3 separate regions of the Pan troglodytes genome follow, and regions 1 and 2 are each linked to region 3. Evidence: chromatin contacts called from public HiChIP or PLAC-seq data. All regions are on one chromosome and are shown on one strand. The core of a region is the stretch at or near the end of the contact, and the rest is flanking DNA. Distances in the headings are between cores, read along the strand shown. Region 1 holds the start of SEPSECS (Sep (O-phosphoserine) tRNA:Sec (selenocysteine) tRNA synthase). Region 2 holds the start of ANAPC4 (anaphase promoting complex subunit 4). Region 3 holds the start of PPARGC1A (PPARG coactivator 1 alpha).

What was found. HiChIP or PLAC-seq counts read pairs in DNA pulled down with a chosen protein or histone mark.
Region 1: an H3K4me3 HiChIP or PLAC-seq map of stem cell-derived excitatory neurons shows a contact between it and region 3, with 4 times the contacts expected there. The contact joins the promoter of SEPSECS here to the promoter of PPARGC1A in region 3.
Region 2: a contact with region 3 is called in an H3K4me3 HiChIP or PLAC-seq map of stem cell-derived excitatory neurons, with 4 times the contacts expected there. The contact joins the promoter of ANAPC4 here to the promoter of PPARGC1A in region 3. A contact is called at or near these places in 1 of 7 Hi-C or Micro-C datasets (stem cell-derived neural progenitor cells) and 1 of 1 datasets of contacts at active chromatin or transcription factors (stem cell-derived excitatory neurons).

Annotation. Positions count from the first base shown.
Region 1 is chr3:25,623,686-25,627,517 of NHGRI_mPanTro3-v2.0_pri, forward strand. SEPSECS (Sep (O-phosphoserine) tRNA:Sec (selenocysteine) tRNA synthase) reads right to left here and starts at 2,393. Exons shown (of 15, transcript XR_010156495.1): 1 at 2,154-2,393; 2 at 1,527-1,663; 3 at 852-1,006. It overlaps LOC129143705 (a long non-coding RNA gene), which reads left to right and starts at 2,472. Exons shown (of 2, transcript XR_008547465.2): 1 at 2,472-2,648.
Region 2 is chr3:25,840,643-25,844,677 of NHGRI_mPanTro3-v2.0_pri, forward strand. It overlaps ANAPC4 (anaphase promoting complex subunit 4), which reads left to right and starts at 1,985. Exons shown (of 29, transcript XM_001165393.5): 1 at 1,985-2,216; 2 at 2,290-2,428. The coding sequence starts at 2,300.
Region 3 is chr3:24,942,016-24,946,157 of NHGRI_mPanTro3-v2.0_pri, forward strand. PPARGC1A (PPARG coactivator 1 alpha) reads right to left here and starts at 1,707. Exons shown (of 14, transcript XM_016951411.3): 1 at 1,161-1,707.

The sequences.
Region 1 (3,832 bases), core at 1,143-3,642, 680 kb after region 3:
GAAGAATACTAGTGCTGTACTTCCTCACCACTGAAATCTCATGTACAAAACATTTCTTACATATATTATCAACCATGTTATCAGCAAACTGTTAACTGAAATTTTCATCCAAGTTAGGCATTATCATCAGTTTTGACTGCAGTGGTTTTTACTGAAATACAAATTCTACGATGCCCAGGAAATTTTCATTATAATGTAAAAGCATGGAAGACAGGAGTTTCATTTAAAAGAGTTTACATTTCACAGAAAGGTTAGTGGACAGAGCAATGAGTGATCATATTAACTACCAATTAACTACCAATTAAATCGTTATCAGAATTGATGAAAAGCTTTCTGCAATAATGCAAAAGAAAAAGGTCACTTAATAATCTAATACACCTTTCCTTGTATCTATTGCAACAGAGAGGTATTTATAAAATGGGATTCAGTTTAAACACAGTTTAAAACAAAATTTAAAGTTGATAACTATAAATCATTCTAAAAAAAAAACACTACCAATGTTAGAAAAGAAATATGGAAAGCTATAAACAACCTTAATGGATTTTGAACTCTTACAGCCAGATATGTTTATTAGGGTAACCGTTCCTAAGAAAACGTATAGCCTGTGTTAGTCACCCAGAACCTGACAGGGTAACCCCCACTTAGTTTTACTCTATTGTCTTTGAAAAGCATCTGCTGAGATAAAATTGTTTCCATCTCCCTGTTGCATTTGGCTTACATATCCATTAGAGCAGGGAAGAAGTGGTTTACAAACTGACATCTGATAATCTAATAAGATGAATACTGCTGCCATTATTTTGAACCAAAAATAAATAAACGATATATCTCCTGTACTACTTAAAAAAAGATACCTGTAATGACGACGAGCAACCAGTGCGGATGCCACTCTCCCTTCCCTTTCTCCCACACCACAATTGCCTAAGAAATTGTTGCTGTCCATGATTGCAAGTTCATGTAAAAAGAGTTCAAGTGTACTTTCATCCCAGCCATTCTCTGGACACTTGCCCTTAAAAAAAAAAAAAAAAAAACTTATGATTATATTTAATAAAACTACCGTTCTCTAGAATACTACAGGAATACATTTTGTCTTTTAAACGTGTATTTTGCCAAGCTCCTTGTTTTCTAAAATTCAGGCATAAATTCACCACTATATAGAGACCGCAAAGAGGCAAAACGTTTGTACATTTGATTACAATTATTTACAGATTTCGAGAAGTGATGATAAATGCATACAATGAGGTTTACTCAGATATTTAAATTTCCGTAAGTGAAACTAACTGAAAACCAATACACCACAACCCCAATGAAGATGCTTCAAACCAGGGCGTTACGATTGGGGCGGTGGGACGTGGAGAAGGGTGGTAGTTGTCAAACTTTAATGAAATTTTGGCCACGCGTTGTAGCTCACGCCTGTAATCCGAGCACTTTGGAAGGCCAAGAATGGCCGATCACTTGAAGTCAGGAGTTTGAGATCAGCCTGGCCAACATGGTGAAACCCCATCTCTACTAAAAATACAAACATTAACCGGGTGTGGTGGCGGGCGCCTGTAGTCCCAGCTACTCGGGAGGCTGAGGCAGGAGAATGGCGTGAACCCGGGAGGCGGAGGCTGCAGTGAGCCGAGATCGCGACACTGCATTCCAGCCTGGGCGAAAGAGCGAGACTCTGTTTCAAAAAAACAAAACACAACAAAACTTTTAATGAAATTAAAATACATGAACGCTGGCAGGAGGGAGACCTGTGAAGTTCCGCGGAAAGCTCGTGGTTCGAGTTAGCATACAGTCTACAAACACCATTATGTGTTCTGAGTCGTTGAGGGTGGTGAAAGATGGAGGTGCGAACTTTGCCCTTTCCGCGAATAAAAAAGTACACTGGGACTTTCCCTCACTTCCGCATCCCGAAGTTAGAAACAGCGGGACTCAAAACCCCGACCCCAACACCCCCTCCTAACAACACCATTTGGCTTTCACTGGCTTTGGCAAGGCTGAGAAGGCACAGACCGCAGTCGATCAGCTAGGGCAAGCCAAGCTGAGACAGACTTGGGACTAGTCTCAAGCAGCAAAGAGCTGCCGGTGAGGCAGCACCAGCGGGGACGCCCGGCGGAGCCAGAGCCCCGGGGTCGCGGCGGCTGGGGAGGGGACCGACAGCTCGGTACCTTCTCCAGAAGCAGCCGTATGAGGTGCTCATGCGAGCGGCGGGCCTCACAGCCCTGCCGCACGTAAGCCGGCGACACCAGCCGCTCTCCCGCCGCGAAGCTCTCGCGGTTCATGACAGCGGTGGCGACAGTGGCGAATAAGCGGGAGCACTAGCTCCACACGCCAGACACACGACGGAACCGGAATGCAACTCGCCGCCTGGACGGTACGGCAGCGCCTTGGGACAAAAAAAAACAAACAAACAAAAAAAAAAAAAACACTTGTCGTTCGTGCACATGCGCAGACCTTCTCAGATGGCGCTCCAGGAGGAAGTTGGCGTATTTGAGCATGCGCGAGGGAGTCCGCGCTTTTCGCTGACTTCAGGCAAAGGAGGGACTGAAATTAGCCCCGCCCCGCTGCGGCTGATTCGTCTAGTTAAACCCTGGTGTTCCTGATACGAACTTCAGGAGAGGATTTTGCACTTGTGCAGACCGGGCGAGCAAAGTAAGAAGCAGGTACGTGGGTTTTTCCAAGTTCTGTGTTTCAGTCCTGTTGGATGGTTGAGATCTGTGCAGAGTCTGTGCTTCCGCCTTATTCAAACTGTCAGACGCCAGAACCTTCGATCTTTACTTTGATACATTTCCACACTTACTACTGCCTCACAACCCCATAGGAAATAGCAGTGCCCCACTCCTTTTCCCCTTGACACTACTGTTTAGCCATAGCACTTACCACTCACCACGTGACATGCCAGACGTTTGTTTATACACACACACACACACCCATACCCACGAATGTAAACTCTCTAACCTAACGGCAGGGCCTCGGTTTTTGCTGCGGTGCCCCCTTCCCCCGGGCACCTAAAACAGTGCCCAGAATAAAGTAGGGCCTAAAAAAAAAGTTGATATTGAATTAATGAATTAGTTTGACCATTCTGAAACTATCCCCAAGAACATTTTGTAAAATTGATTAAGGAGGGGAAAAAAATCCAACTAGGCTTACAGCTGCTGTTATTCAGCCAGCCTGCCGTGTGGCCGACTTTCTTGTAGCTGGTTGCTACTTACTACCCCATGAGAATGTGGCCCTTGTCACAAGAGTCTTCATTCTTTTTCTGCTCTATAGATAAAATCTAGAGATTATGAGAAGATAAGCTTTCTGTTTGCATTGCTTCTTTAGGTCCCGCATACCAACAAAACTAAGGATGCCAGCTTGTCTGGAAGGCCCAATAAAAAGCTGATTCATGGAGGAATGAAATTGTCACATCCTAATGATTTCATCTCCCTTACCCCAACGAATCGGTAACCCCAAATTTTCCAGCCCCTCACCCTCCACAAATCCCCTTAAAAACCTTTGCCTAGAACCCCTTGATGAAATGGATTGAAGCTTGAGAACTCTTCCTGTTTCCTGGCTTGTAACTTGTGATTATTAAAACTCTTTCTCTGCTGCAAGCCTGCTGTCGGAATATTGGTCTGTTTCTGCACAGCCGGCATAGGAACCTGGCAGTGCTGTAACAGTTCAACAACTTAGAGGTTCACTGCTGGAGATCCCTGCCTCCAGTTTCCTTACAATCTTCATCTTATGTGAGCCTACAGTAATTCCTGACATTGCTTTCACCTGGTGGTTTGTCCATTTGCACTGATTCACACCCACTTGCAAGAGCTGATTGTTAAATGTTCAGTGATTTTGTGAGCTAGTTTTC
Region 2 (4,035 bases), core at 735-3,234, 900 kb after region 3:
AAAACTCTGCTGTTTCCTGCCCACATCTGGAACTCCACACCTATGCTGTTTCCTTTGCTGTAAGGCTTAGAAAATTTATATTCTGTGAAGACTTAATGTGCAGGTGGTTATACTCTGTCCTTTGCAGTACGGTGTTTATGCCTCTGGGAACAGTGATTTTCACGTGCTGTATGGGTGTTTGTATTCAGGTAAGTTACAGGAAAATGGACATTCAATTTCCGTAAGAATGTTAACGTGCATAGATACTAGACCCCCACCAGGTGATCCATTATAACTGCCCCAAAACACTAACACCTGAAAATGCATTTTGTGAAAAACAAAGGCAAATGCATTTTTACCTTAGAAATGTTGATTCTGGAAGAGTTGGGGGGCACTTGGTAAGTTGTTTGTGGCAAAGGCAAGGGTTGCAAAGCCCGTGACAGGAAGCAGGGTAGGTATAAAGTCAAGGATTAAGAACAGTACTTGGCACAAAATAGTTACTTGATGCTGAATGAATTAGTCTCCCTCCGTCATCTACTTCCCAGGGGCTAGATCCAGACAGAGGTCAAGAAGATGGGGCCTGTTGAAAGTTAAAGGACCTGCCGTCTCTTTCTTCTTTGAACAAGTGAAAGGTAGTAAAAAGTAGATGGCTTTCTACCATAGGTTTTAAGTTTAAGAACCCTAGGATGGTACTGTCACATTCTCTTAGGGAGGTCATAGCTGTGGGAACTGTCAACAGGTTGACTCATTTAAATATGTCCTACATAAAGCAACATCAGATGAGTTCTGATTTACAAGTCTGCCAGGCTGGCCTGTGAGCCTCTGGGCAGAGTTCCCGTCCCATGCATTGCTGTAGCCTCAGTTCCTCCACATAGTAAATGCCCAAGTACCTATAGAAGAAATCGTGTGTGAGCCCACACTCTTTTTTTATATTTTAGAGACGGAGTCTGGCTCTGTTGCCCAGGCTGGAGTGCAGTGGCGCAATCTCGGCTCACTGCAAGCTCCGGCTCACTGCAAGCTCCGGCTCACTGCAAGCCCCGGCTCACTGCAAGCTCCGGCTCACTGCAAGCTCCGCCTCCCTGCAAGCTCCGCCTCCCGGGTTCACGCCATTCTCCTGCCTCAGCCTCCCCAGTAGATGGGACTACAGGTGCCCGCCACCACGCCCGGCTACTTTTTTGTATTTTTTAGTAGAGACGGGGTTTCACCGTGTTAGCCAGGATGGGCTCTATCTCCTGTCCTTGTGATCCGTCCGCCACGGCCTCCCAAAGTGCTGGGATTACAGGCGTGAGCCACCGCGCCCGGCCCTGAGCCCACACTCTTTATTCGTTATGACGGGGCTGCAACTACCAATAAGTTGTGAGGGTTAAATGGGATGAGATGTCACAGTATTATTTGCCTGTTAGGGAGGTTTTAGGGCAGGCGCCTCTTCTCTCTTCAAGTTGGAATCACCCAAAGAGTTTTAGTAAATACTGGGCCCATCCAGGGTTAATTTTCTTCTAATTGGTTTGGGGTGCTGCTTGGACAGGGGGACTTTTAAAATTCTATACTGACCCACCAGGACTGACAATGAGAACTACTTGCTTAGTAACTGTTAGAGGAGGCTCCAGCTGATCAGGACCTAAAGTTCATATTCTTTTTCATCTCCCCGTTGTCGCTGAAGCCTACCCCATAAACCCCTACCGTCCCTTTGCCCACAGCAGAGAATTTCCGGGAAAACGGGAAAGGTATGCAAGCATGCCCACACACGTGCACACACGGGTTCCCAAAATACCTGCGTGTGGCCGCAGGGGCCCGCCCCGCCCTTCTCGGGCCCTTTCAGGTCTCGGCGCCCAGCGATCCCACCAGCACCTGGGTCCGGCGCGCGGCTCCCTCCCTCTCCGCGCCCCTCGGGGCTCCCTGCCCCGCCCGCGTGCCCCACCCTTCCTCGCTCTGCCCCATCGCTGCTCCCTGCCCCGCCCACGGGCCCCATCCTACCCCCACCTCGATCCGCCCCTCGCTCCTCCCTGCCCCGCCCAGCGCGCCCCGTCCCTGTCCGCCCCGTCTGGCTCTCAGCACCCCCAAGACCGCTGCGCGCCCCGCCCATCCTCCTCCTCTCGCGAGGCAGTCCCGACGCCGGAAGTGCCTGGAGCGCGCGACGGCGGCGGGGCGGGGCGGCCTGGAGGCTGTGGCGCGCGGCCGGCAGAGGGAGGGGAGAGGCCACTGGGGCCGTGTTAGTCTGCCGGTGGGGACTCCTGCAGGTACAGGCGCGGTCGGGGCTCCTCGTGGAGAGCCGGGGGCTCCTGCCGGCCTCTGACTGGGGTGTCGTTGCAGGGCCGTCCCCATGTTGCGTTTTCCGACCTGTTTCCCGTCCTTCCGGGTGGTGGGAGAGAAGCAGCTCCCGCAGGAGATTATTTTCCTGGTCTGGTCGCCCAAGCGGGATCTCATTGCTTTGGCCAACACAGCTGGCGAGGTGAGTGAGCCGGCGGGAGCCCGCCTGTGCTGGGTCTGCTCCCGGGGGGCCCAAGAACACCGAGCCCGAGCCTGTTCATTCGGGCCACAGGCGGCCGGAGCCTCAGTTTCCCCTTCTGCAGACATGGCTGGCCACCTGCTACCCCTTCCCTGCCTCCCAGGACGGCAGTAAGCTTTAAGTATATATGCGAAAGGTGATGTCTGTGCTATTTTCGGTACTTTTATGGCTAAAGTAACAGTTTTCACACAGCTTAACACCTTCACGCAATCCTGCTTCCCCAAGTCTTCTTCACTCATTGGTTTATTAGTTAAATGAACTTTTTAAAAAAGCCCACGATGTGCCGCTCATGAGCTAGACATAGTGGTAGATGCAGGGACCCTGCCCTAAGTTTGCTTACAGTTTTAATAGCAGAAGGAAGAGTTATTGTCAAACTTCAGCTGCAAATGTGCGTGCATGTAGCTGCCACACAGGATATATTTAAGAACCTGGCTTCTCTTGTCCACGTTTTATACTACGGGTTGGATAACCACCTTCCACTAAAAATACCTTTAAATTGGACAAGGCAGGCATGCATTGGATTCCAGACAGAACGTGCGTGGGTGTTATCAGCATTTCTTGTTCACATAAAACTTCATCGAGTATAAACCAGTTGTACCCAACTTTCTGCTGAGAGTTATTACCTGCCAGCCATTTTGTAAGGAAACCTTCACCTGTGCATCTTTCCGCCTCTGGCTTGAGAGTTATCTGGCCATGTGAGAGTTGTATAGAGCCAAATTTGGAAACTAGGTGATAAGGAAATCTTAGCACCCTGCAGACTGTAGTCTGCACCATGTTATCTACCATGATCCAGTCGCCAGGGTATTGATGTCTAATTTTTCAGGGCCCTCCAGGAAATCTAGCTAGTCTCCCTCCGCTGCCGGGATGCTTTGAAACTCTGTTGTGGCTCTAGAGAGCAGCAGGTGGTACCGTCACAGAAGTAGGAGGGAAGGTAGATGGGAGGCACATCCGTGCAATCAGATGGGTAGGCGTGATAGAGGGCACTGTTACATCCATTTTCTCAGTGAAGGAAGAAGCAAGGGCATTGTTTATGGGTGAAGATGGAGAAGAATATATTGGAAGTTTGAGGAGAAAGAAGAGGTATGAAAAAGCTAACAAAGCAGGTGGACTTGGGAAACCTAATAGGATTGCCAGTCAGTGTTAAGACCCACACGAGATCGGTGTTATTATTTGAGAGACACTGGTTGAATAAGGTTGTATGTGTCTCTCTCCGTTCTGTTTGGCTGTGTGGGTGCAGGCATGGTTGGGTTTAACCAGGATTGTCGTTTTGCAAGTATGACAAAGCAAGGCAAAGATGAAAGAGAGTTGAAGTTACGTGCAAGAGGAGTGATTGTGTTTCTGAACTTTGGGTTCTAACCTGATGAAGGAGGGAAGTGAAGGCATGTGTGGGGAGAGGGACAGTGAACAGGTGGTAGAATCAATAGACTGTATCCTGGTGAGGTCAAAGAATTGGAGTTGAGTGTTGTAGAGATGACCTGGAAAGAGGGGTGGTGGATGGAAAGTGGGAAGTTTAAAATGGAGATTTTGGTGGCCCTGCAGTTGTTGGTAAT
Region 3 (4,142 bases), core at 457-2,956:
TGGACCGCCCACCGAGTAGCTAATGCCTTTCACCATTGCTCCTCCACCGCTCCTCTGGCCCCAACTTTCCCCAGCCCAGACCCGCGAGCGCGCGCGCACACCCACACACAGACACACACCCGCGTGCACACACACACACGCATACACGTACACACATGCCTCCCCTCCCTCGACCCCAGCTCTACTTCCCCGCGTAGTTTGGAGATGACAGATGCCTGTAGACTTTCACCAACAAGCGGTGGGGGCAGCAGACTACAACAGTTATTTAATTAAAAGGCATTTTTCCTCTCTCTATTTCTCGCTCCAGCTCCCAGAATAGCTTTTTCACCCCTAGACCCTGGGCACATGCCTGCCTCTCCAGGTTACCAGTGGCCCGCTGACATCCATCTCCTTCCACGCCCCCCTTCCGGCGTCTACCCCCAGCGTCCCTGGGCCCCCCGAGTCACACCGACACGCACACCTACAGGCCGGCGGCGTGGAGCGTCTAGGGCACGATGCAGCCGGACTGCATTGCACAGTCATCAAAGTTAAGTGTGTGTGTTTGTGGGGTGCTTCTGCGCCCCAGGGGAGGCGCGGGGTCAGGAGGAGCGGAGGCTCCACTCTGCACCCCACCCCCCCCCCCCCACCTCCGCGGGTCAGGGGACGCCTCTACTTGAGATTGCAGCCATTTTAGGGAAAGAGGCGGCTCGGGCCCCGAGGGGAGTGGAGGGGGGACAGCACGTCGCGGGGGGCTTGCGGCTCTGCAGCCCCTCGGCGCAACTGGAAGGCGGGTAGGCGCCGGGCGCACAGGGGCGCGGCGCCCGCGGCGACTTGGGGAAGGTTGCGCTCGAGTTCCCTGGTTCTGCCTGGAGTTGTTCGGGGTAACGCGCCGGCTCCTGCCTCTTTCTCGGGTTCCCGCTGGGCTGGGAGGTGGTGGGGGAAGGTGTCGATGGCAGATGGGGCACGGGAGGAACGCGACAGAACCTGGAGACTGGAAAGCTAGCGATGGGGGAAGGGGGGGTACCTCCTCTCGCCGGTTGGCGCTGACCCAGACAGTGCGACCCACTTGGCCCCCATCCTCCCCACCCCCTCCCGAGCCTCTGCCTCCCCACCGAGTACCAAGTGAGCGCGCGGCAGGGGGCAAGGGGCGCGACGCCGCCCGGCACCGAGCCACCCCTTACCTGGTTGGAAGGGGTTTCCCAGGAGGAGCCGTAGTTGTAAAAGAAGGAAGAGAAGAGGGTGTCTTCCGACAGCCCGCAGCCCGCCATGCTCTGGATGCAAATAAAATGAGGAAAGAAAAAAAAAGCACACATACACAAAAGCAACCCAAAATTTTAAAAATCAAATTAAACCAATAAGCCAAGAAGAAATTCTCTCGAAAATAAAAGAAAAGGAAGGGGAAGGGAATGGCAAAGGGAACGGAAACTCTCGGCGGTGCTCCCTCTCCGGGAGAGGAGGGATGCTTGGGCTGCCGCTGCCGCTGCCGCCGCCGCCGCCGCCGCCGCCGCCGCTGCCGCCTTCTCAAGACGGTACCTAGAGAGGTTCGTCCTGACTTGGGCAGCCGCCGCCGCCGCCTGTGCCGGCTGCGTGTGTGCGCGCGTGTGTGTGCGTGTGCGTGTGTGTGGTGTGTGCGCGCAGAGCGAGAGACCGCAGGGGAAGCGAGAGGGCGAGATAATGAGCGAGCCGGGATGGAGGCGCAGAGGCAGCGCGAGCGGGCGGGCGTGTGCGCGCGGGGGTGCGTGCGTGCGTGTGTGTGTGTGTGTGGTGTGTGTGCGCGCGCGCGAGCGCGCGCGTGTGGCTGGGTGTGCGTCTGTTTGGGGAGCTCACCGGAGAGCCGGGGCCGTCACGTGGGCGCGCTGACTCCGCCGGCTGCCGGGGACAGCCTGTACTACAGCCCCGGCCACTAAATCAGCCCGCGCCGCCAGACCTTTTGCAGCCCGTGGCCGGCCGGCCGCCTGCCTTCTCCGACCTCCTCGCCATAGCCGCCGGGCCATGCGCGTCCCGGGACGGCAGGGGGCGCGGGTGAGGGCGCGGGCAGGTGGATGGATGGGTGGGGAGTGGGCCGCCCTGAGCCCGGGAAGAGAAAAAATGCTCGAGGAAAAACACAGGCGCCCACCCCCCCGCTACGTCCGGCAACCTCCTGGCAAGCCTTCCTTCCACCCTGTTTGAAGATTTTTTTTTTTATTCCTAAAATTGCTTTTCCATGCAGAGACCCCTCTTCCAGCCACGGGAAAATTATTTTCACATAGTTGCTATGTCCCGCTTTTCTTGCTTTCGCGATCCCTCCAGCCCCCCGCGCGCGTGTCCACGCAGGCACAGACACACCGGTGCCTGCCTCCTCCCATTCCAAATGCAAACCCACTTCCTTTTGCCGGTTGCTGTAGTTAAGCTAAGTCAATGCTACATCAAACTAGGCTAGGCTGAGAGGACTGGAAAGTGGATTTAGGGGACAATACTGCCCCAGCAGGAAGAAAGGCTCTAGTTTGGCGTTCTGTTGATTTAACAGTTTAAAACGAAAATGGATTTTGTGGCTTCTGCACTAAAACTCAGGCCCCTTGAGTCACAATTATTTAAAGGGAGCTATTCTCTAAAGTCCATTATATGATATAAAAATGTAAACGGATATAATGTCGTCTCTCTCTCTCCTCACAAAATGGTATTTTAGAACCAAATCTTTCAGTCTTAATAATTGGGTGACTGAAAGGTGTGTTTTTTTTTTTTCCTGCAAGAAGACATTCTTTACTTGCTTCCCCTTACTCTTTATACAGATATTTATAGAAAGTAAAATTCAAATAAAAACCAGCATATCTGTGTAAGATGCTCTTAAAAGTATTTGAATCCTTGCAGGAAGACTTGAAACAACCTCTTAAAGGCAGTTTATATTGTTTTCTTTCTGAATCCCGTTTCCAAATGCTGCCTATTTTTATTCAAACCAATTGTGTTTTTCCAAGAGTTCACACTTCCACTTGTAAATTCCCCACTGGAGGTCGAAATCCTCTGTGAAATAAACATTTCCACAGCAACCCAGTGATGTCAGAAACGTCGGCTAGTGATTTCAGAGGGGAAATAAAACAGGAGCAAAGAACGGCTCTAGAAAGACAGTTCCTTCATCCTTGCGAATAGCATGCCTCCTGGTAGAAATTCAGAAAACATTTCTGGCTAAATACCTGTTTTCTTTTTCTGAGATTGACTTATTTTTCAAAGGCGTGTCAAATGATCTTTTAAAAAAAAAATAGGTCACCATCCTCTTTTCTGGATTGGTGAAGAATGCTGTTTCAAATCAGTGGTGCCTAACCACACTGGCCACTGTAGATTTTTATAAGGGGGGGATATATTTTTTCTAAAAATTGATGTTGGAGAGAACATTGAAAGATGAAATTTTATGTACTAACTTCAGGCCCAAATAATGCTGACTGACCTGGCTTCAAACTTACAATAGTTTTTTTAAAGTATTAGGCACACAGAAGTTCTATTCAGTTATCGAAATTGGTGCTGATCTCACCAATATTGAATAAAGGGGCTTCTCCATTGTTCCCTCTATTGTTTCCTGTGTCTCCTGGCTGGGAAAAAGAAGGGAGGAATTCTTCATACTGCCCCTAATTCAATCCCCTTGCAGTCCCACCCCTATAAACATTAAATGTAAAGAGACCAGAAAATATTAAATTAGGCCCAATGCCTGTGTTTTCTTAGGCTTCCTGTCTAAATAACATTTATACAGAGCATTATAGAAATGTCCACTTTGTAAATTGCTTTTCATACATACGTTAGCCCAAGTTAACATTCTGTTCCTGCAGCCACTCACTGATTCCCTGATTTTAGCTCAGGTCCCACATTCACACCAACGGAAGTTCATTCTGTCTGTGTTATCCCATCATCTATTTGTTGGATCAATGGATTCATTTCTCACAACAATTTTGGGAGAATCAGGACTCTTTATCTCCATTTTACAGATGTGGAAAGAGGCTCAGAGATGCTAAATAACCTAACCCAGGTCCTGCAGCTACAAAGTGATAGAAATTGAACCTCAACTTTGTGACCCCCACCTACCTCTTTCTTCCAGATCTAACTGAGCCCATCACAGGCCTGGTCCTGTATGAACATTTCCCCCCTACATACCAGATGGAGTAAGTGATTCCAACCCTTTCCCCCCAGTTGATGTCAAG